Regions from separate parts of the Oryctolagus cuniculus genome. Here region 2 is linked to region 1. A link is a contact called in public Hi-C data. All regions are on one chromosome and are shown on one strand. Each heading gives the region's core, a stretch centred on a gene start, on an enhancer-like site or on the middle of the called end of the contact. The rest is flanking DNA. Distances are from core to core; before and after follow the strand shown. Region 1 holds the start of ASB7 (ankyrin repeat and SOCS box containing 7). Region 2 holds the start of ALDH1A3 (aldehyde dehydrogenase 1 family member A3).

Evidence for each region. Hi-C and Micro-C count contacts between places; a contact is called where the count stands out from the background.
Region 2: a Hi-C map of embryonic fibroblasts shows a contact between it and region 1, with 7 times the contacts expected there. The contact joins the promoter of ALDH1A3 here to the promoter of ASB7 in region 1. A contact is called at or near these places in 2 of 6 Hi-C or Micro-C datasets (embryonic fibroblasts and skin fibroblasts).

The regions. Positions count from the first base shown.
Region 1 is chr12:9,938,973-9,942,313 of mOryCun1.1, reverse strand. ASB7 (ankyrin repeat and SOCS box containing 7) reads right to left here and starts at 1,976. Exons shown (of 7, transcript XM_008248763.4): 1 at 1,315-1,976; 2 at 1,179-1,226; 3 at 332-403. It overlaps LINS1 (lines homolog 1), which reads left to right and starts at 2,120. Exons shown (of 9, transcript XM_051822935.2): 1 at 2,120-2,227.
Region 2 is chr12:10,147,385-10,150,779 of mOryCun1.1, reverse strand. ALDH1A3 (aldehyde dehydrogenase 1 family member A3) reads right to left here and starts at 1,548. Exons shown (of 13, transcript XM_051822933.2): 1 at 1,321-1,548. The coding sequence starts at 1,419.

The DNA of each region.
Region 1 (3,341 bases), core at 727-3,226:
CCACATCCTCCCTCGGAGCAGCACCCTCGTTACAAGTCTCCCACGGCGTCCAGGTCTCCAGACCCCGCTACAGTGTCTTCAGCCACATGTAGAGAATCAGCAGAGACGTCGTGGGAGCAGAAGGTCTAGTGACCCAGAGGAAGTCACCAATCTGAATCTCTCCCAAGAACGTCTTTGCGCCAGAAATTCCCTAAGTGGTCAGCAACATCAGAACAACTCGGAGGCGAACAGGCTGCCTTTCACTCTTGCTACGGGAGGTGACAAAGTCGCGGCTGCCGTGAGACCTGACTTCCGAGTCCGCCTCGCGGGGACGACACTAACGCTCACTTACCTTGGGCGGATCTGCGAGGCAGCGGCACACCACGCAGCGGCACGTGAACTAGACACGCAAAGTCTGTAAGAGCTGTGAAGCGAGAATCTCGTTTACGAAGTGTTGCCACTGGAAGCCCCACATACTTCAACACATCAAACGATCTCTCTGGTTTGGTGTTTTTTTTTTTTTTTAATTTTTTGAGTGTCAAATGACTTAATAACACATTGTGCAAAATTCTATCAGTTCTAGAAGATCTTCGGTGTAACAAACTCCAGTCCCTTCCTAGTCCACCTGTATCGGTCACCCAGAAGCCGAGTTCACGGTCCCCAAGTGCTCCCACTACTGCTGCCTGCACGAGGAAGGTGCACAGATCCACTTCTTAGTAGGAAAAAAAATCAAAATTATTTCCTAAAACAAGCCATTAATTTCCCTTCCCCTACCAAAGGCCGTCCCCTAGCAAACCCCAAAGATTTCCTGGTGGAGGAAGAGGCAAGGGGACACGGGAAGGGGTCGGGGAGAGCAGTAAACTGCGGGTTAATTAACACGCAGGGTCCTTCAGAATTAACGAGCAATTAACACGGAATTGAGGAATTCCTCCGAGAGCAAGGAAGCGGGGGTCGCTACCCGAAACCTCTCAAAGCCACAGGGCAGAGCTCATGCAAAACGCGGAAACACACGGGGCCGGGCCCTCGCAGGGGTGAGAGCCGGCTCCGGCGTGCAGGAGTTATCGGGGCGCCGGGGTCACGCGTGGGCAGCGGGGCCGGGAGAGGGTGCACTCCCAGGCAACTGCCCCCCAAATGCAGCCCCGCGCGGGGGGGGGGGAGGCAGGGATGAACAATGGGGGAGGGGAGGCCCGGCTCCTTACCTGGCCGCAGATGCTGGTGCCCGGCTCCCCGCCGCCGCCGGCTCCCACCTGGAAAACAGCAGCGGCGAGGAGGGGGCTCGCCCCCGCCCACCCTCCCGGCCGGCCCCGGCCCCCCGGCGGAGGTAACTGACTTTACCTGTCCCCTCAGCTGCGGCCCCTCTCCCTCCTTTGCGTCTCCTCCACACTCGCCAACTTCTCCATTGAAGAAACACCCCAGGCAGGGCCGGACGCGGGGGCTCCCCTCACGGCCCCGAGCCGCCGAGCATCCGCACCGCCGAGCAGGCGCGGGGCGGCGGTCCCGGCGGCCGGGCAGCCTCGGGGCAGGGGTGCAGGGAGGAAGTCCCGGCTCGGGTGGGGGGGCAGTCCCGGGCCAGGGGCTCGGAGCAGGGGCTTGCCGCACTCCGGGCCGGAGGCTTCCAGCTGCGGAGGGACCCAGGAGGTCGCGGGACAGCGAGGTCCCGGGTCATACAGGGGCCCAAGTGCCAGCAGCGGGGTCTCCGGACTGGGGGCTTTCGGGATGCACTTTGCACTGGGCCACCCCCGCCCCCTCCCTCCAGCACTTTGGGGTCACTGGGATGGGACCAAGCCTTCAGCGACCAATCAGCGGCCGCCCTGGAGCCTGAGCCCGGAGCCGTAAACCAGGTCCGGGGTGGGTGGGGGTGGGGGGTGGGGGCGACTTGGTTGGTTGGTTGCTTCCTTCTCTCCTCCTTACCCCGGCAGCCCCCACCCCCTGGATGCCGTAAAGCTGCCTGCGCATTCGCGACAGTTGGAGGAGGCGTGCCGATCTGGGCTGGGACTCGTTTCTGATTGGTCTCACTTGCTTCCCCCCCCCCCCACCGCGGCTTCCCCGCCGTGGCTTCCGAGGCTCCGCCCCTGGCGGGGGGGACTCGAAGCGGTTGCTAAGAGACGCGGTACGCTGAACGCGGCCTCTGCGCATGCGGGGGGAGGGGCCATCGTGTACTTTCCGTGAACTACGGTGGCCCGGAGAGGGTAGGGCTCAATGGAATGGCGTTGCGAGTGCGGAGTTCCGTGAGCAGGGTTCCGGGCAGGTAACCGGGTGCTCTCGCTGGGCTCGGCGGCGGGGGCGGCGTGCGTGCGGCAGGCTGAGGGGCGTAAAGGCTGTGGAGGCGGCAGTTGCGAGCCTTGACCCGTCGCTCCCCAGCGCTTGGGAGACGCAGGTGCCTGGCGCTGGTCGCTCTGTGGTTCCCCGAGACCCCGTTAGCCACCGGGCTGGGGGTGGGAGGGAGGACCGGTGATGCCGGCCCGGGCGCTTTCCGGCAAGGGTAGCGACCTTTCGGAATCGTGTGTGAGGGGAAGGCAGAGAGAGCGAGCCGCGGACTCGGGCTGGGAAGGCGTCTCCTGGGTCCGCGGCGGTGTGCTGACCCGGCGGCTGTTCCCGGGCGCCGGCCCGACGTTTGTGCCTTCACCGTGACGGGGCAGGCGGCGAACGCGCAATGGCCCGGGACCGGGCGCCGGGACGTCGGGGGTCGTGGCCGGCTGGAAAGTGACCTTGGAGCGGGCTCCGCGGCAGGGCCTCCGGAGGGAGCTTTGCTCCTGACAGACGCTGCGAGAAGCACGGCCGGCGTCGTGGACGGGAGCGGTGCGGGGCTGCGGGGCTGCGGGGAGGTCCCTGGCTGCTCTGCAGTGTGCGAGGGATGGGCTGGGCTGGGGTTCAATCACAGTTGACCGTGTCCAGTGTCCTCAAAGAAAGCCTTCCTCCTCCGTGTATAGAAGAAACATGCACGGACATTTTGTGGCAGGTGGGGTCCAAGGGTGGCGTTTGTCCCCCGCGGTCATACCCAGCGCCGTGCACACGAGCTACCCGTGGATGGCTTAGCTGGGCCCTGGGCTCCGTCCTGTGCTGGGAAACTCCTGATCGAGGTCAGGCGGCCGTGCGGGGAGGTGGACGCCCTGACCGGGGCAGACCGGGCGTGCGGCCGCGCTGGCTGACCCCGAAGTCGACATGCGGGAGGCTTTCCGGGGCTGCTGGTGTCTGTCTGGAAGGGTGCGGGCGGGTGGGAGGAAGCGGAGCACATCCTGGGCACCCTTAAAGTGCCCCCGAGAGCTTATGGGGCCAGCGCTGCGCCCTAGCAGGTGAAGCCCTCGCCTGCGGTGCCAGCATCCCACGGGGGCGCCAGTTCAAGTCCCGGCTGCTCCACTTCC
Region 2 (3,395 bases), core at 299-2,798, 210 kb before region 1:
GGCCCACGGCTCTTGTGGGATGCAAGCATAAAAGGACAACATATTTACTTTCTGGTTTCTAATAGTTTCACGGAACTCTGTAAAAACAAAACAAAACAACACCACGGCCAGCAGCAGCCAAGCACGAACGGAGCTAAATCCTGACAAACTGAAGGTTCTGTTCCCAGAAGCTGCACGGGCGGACACTGCGAACCAAACGACGAGAAAAGTAGCTCCCAGCGCTGCCTCGCCGGGATCGGACAGCCTTCCGCAAGCAGCTAATCCAAACAGCATGCGATTTAAACGTGGGACCCACTGACTTCGCGGACTAAGTGCAAGAGACTAAAATCCGAAGGCCACACAGAGTGGCCGGCCACTTCCTCCGCAGCATTAAAAACTCTTTGAGAGCGATCATGGGGGCTTTTGAAAGCAAAACTGACCCGTGGATTTTCCAAGGACTGGTGGAGCTGGGGACTACGGATAAGGCGCAAAAACCAGCGGGGCCAAAGCTGAGGGCAGACACCTCCAGTCCTGGGGCTCTGAGGCACCGGGTCCCCTGCCCCCGCAGCGCCCCGCGCCCGAGCAGCCCGGGGAGTCCTCCCGGGAGCGGCGCTCAGGCCGCGGGTCTCCCCGCCTTCCTGCTTCCCGGGGCAGGTGATCTCACCGCTCCACACCTTCACAGCCCCGAGCGCAAAGCCGCGCGGCCGCCTCCAGCCGCAGCGCAGCGGAGCCGGGGGCCCTGGGCTTGCCACCCGCGGCTTCCCCAGGCCGGGATCCAAGCTTCTGGTCGGTAACAACGCGGGCGTTTGGTCGGCGAGCGCCTCCCTTCTCCTCCAGCCCTGCCGGCCAGCCGGCTAAGCGCGGGTGTCCCGGGACCACCTGCTCGCCGGGTTTCCCACTGGCAGCCCGGGCCCTCAATCTCATTCTTGGCGTCCCCTGGCACCCCCGGGGCCTCCCAAAGCCTGCCTCCTTCAGCCCCGGAAACGCTCCCCGGAGGTCCGCGGGGGACCCTCGCGCCCGGGGGCCACGGCGGCGCGCGCTTCCATCTGCCCACCGAGCCGCCAGGGGCCCGTCGGGGCTGCGCCGCGCTGAACCCTGGCACGGCGCGCCAGCCGAGCAGGCGGCCTGCCTCGCCCCGCTTCCAGGCTTAGGGCACCGAGCCCCGGCGCCCGCGAGCCCGCTTGGCGCACGGGGTCCCGCCCGGGATGCCCCGCCACCAATGCGGGCTCTGGAGCTCCCGGTGGACTCCTGCGCTTGCTGGCTCCTCGGCCCCCGGCCCCCCCGCCCCGCTGCCCCGCGCGGAGCCGGGCAGCCGTCGGGCCGGAGGAGCGCCCGCCTCACCTTGGTGAACTTGACCTCCAGGTTGCGGACGGGGCGCGGCAGAACAGGAGCCTTCTTGTCGGGCTGCCCGTTTTCCACGGCCCCGTTGGTGGTGGCCATGGCTCCTCCGCAGTCCCCGGCGCGCCGGCTCGGCCTGGGCGGTGCGCAGCCTGCTCCGGGGTGACAGCTCCGTGCCGCTTTATGCAGCGCCCCACGCCTCCCGCCGGAGGGGGCCGTCTAATTGGCTGCAGGACGGCAGGAAGGGAGGGCGGGCGCCGAGGCAGGGGAGGGGGCCGGCCCGCCTCCCGCCACCCCGCCCGCCGCGCCGTGCGCTCCCTAGCCTCGGAGTTGGCCCTCGGGCGAGTTCCTCGGGGCGCCGCCGCCGCTGAGCCCCGGAAGTCCGCGCGGGCTTGGACCCTGGGCCCGGGGGCCTCAGCGCCCGCTCTGCCCCCGCAGCCCGGCGGGTTTGCCCGCGGCACCTGCTGCCTCCTGCCTGCCGCCGCTCGCCCTTCTCGCCCTTCTCGCTCAACTTCGGCCGGTGCGCCCTGCTGCGCTCCGGGAATGCGCCCGCCCTGGGGCCCGGTGCCTCTCCGGGGCTCGGGGCGGCTGGCCCTCCGGCCTCGGCCTGGAGTGCGGCAGCCTGGCCTGGGCTCGCGAGACGGAGGACTGCCGCGTCCCACCCGGCCCGATCGAGGACCACCGGCGAGCCCACCCGGGCCTCGCGCTGCCTGGAAATCCCCCGCGGCCCTGGGACTTCCTGGGCGGAGGGGCGGGAGGCCCTGCCTGCGCCTGGCTGTGGAGCCCTGGCGCCGCGGGGCCTCCCACCCCCACCAACGCACAGCCTCAGCCCCGGCGGCGGCGCGGTGCAATGACTGTGAATTGTTGAATGCACACGTTATATACCTCGGTTAAAATGATGTCTTTAAAAAGCACACCCATCTTTGCAGCTGGTGGTTCAAAGAACTGACCCTCCTGTCCCAAGGCTGCTCGCAGCTCCCAGGGAGCCCCAGTTCTCATTTTGCCTTTGGGGAGCACTCCATTGACCACAGGAACTTCAGGCCCAACAGAGACAGGGAGCCTGGTGCGCACGCGCGCCATTCCTGGGTCCCGGAGCCGGGGGTGGTGCGCTCCCAGGGAAAGAAGGGGAGGCCCAGCCAAGCCATAGGACGTGCTGGGAGGGTCTCCTTATTTCGTCCAGGCTGCGCTGTGTGTTTTGAGGGTCTGGGGGTCCATCCCTGTCCCCTCTCCTGGACAGTAGGGCAAGCCAGTAGCCCCTTTCCCCCTGGATGGTGGAAAGCTCTCGTGCTGGGGGGGATGAGACGGCCCAGGTAAGGCTGGGGCCTCCAGGATGGTTCAGAGTCGCCCAGCACCAGGGAGCCCGGCCTTGGTCCAAGGCGCACTGATGCTGCGGAGCCCAGAGAGAAGCCACCCCTTTCCTCCGCTGCTCCTGTCAATCTCTGTGTCCTCTGTCTCCCCTAGCTGGCCCCTGGCTCCCACTCCTGAGAACACCTGGGCCCATGGGTCACACACCGTGGCCCAAGGCTGGCTGCTGAGCCCCAGTGTCAGGTGCCTGGGTCCCTCCTGTGGGTTTATGGGCCAGGCCTCTCTGCGCTGGGCTCAGGCTCCCGAAGCCAGTGGGAACACCTAGCATCTGAGTGCTGCCATTGGAGAGGTTTCTAAGTTAAGCTCCCAGTCCAGGAGCTGATCTGGGATCCAGGATGTGTGAACTCATGTCACCTCAGCCAGGACTTAAACACACAAACAAAACCCTGGGCATTTATAGAGGAAGCTGTGTTAATTAAGTAATTGCTGGATTGATGGGGGCAGGCAAAGGAGCCGGGCTTGGAACTCTGCTCCTTTAGGGGAAGAGGGGGGAGCCTGTTGGCTGGGAGTGGACAGCTGCCCATCTGCCGGCCAGGATGTCAGGAATGCAGGCCGCCTCCCCTCACACCCAGAGACGCCACCCGCTCACCTGCAGCTCCTCCTGTGGGTACCCCGTGATCCCCGGGGGAGCCTGAGATCAGAGCAGAAGCCACAGCCGTAGACCTTGTCCGAGCAGGAGGAGGGGCCCAGCTCTGGGCTTGTCCAGGCAGGCA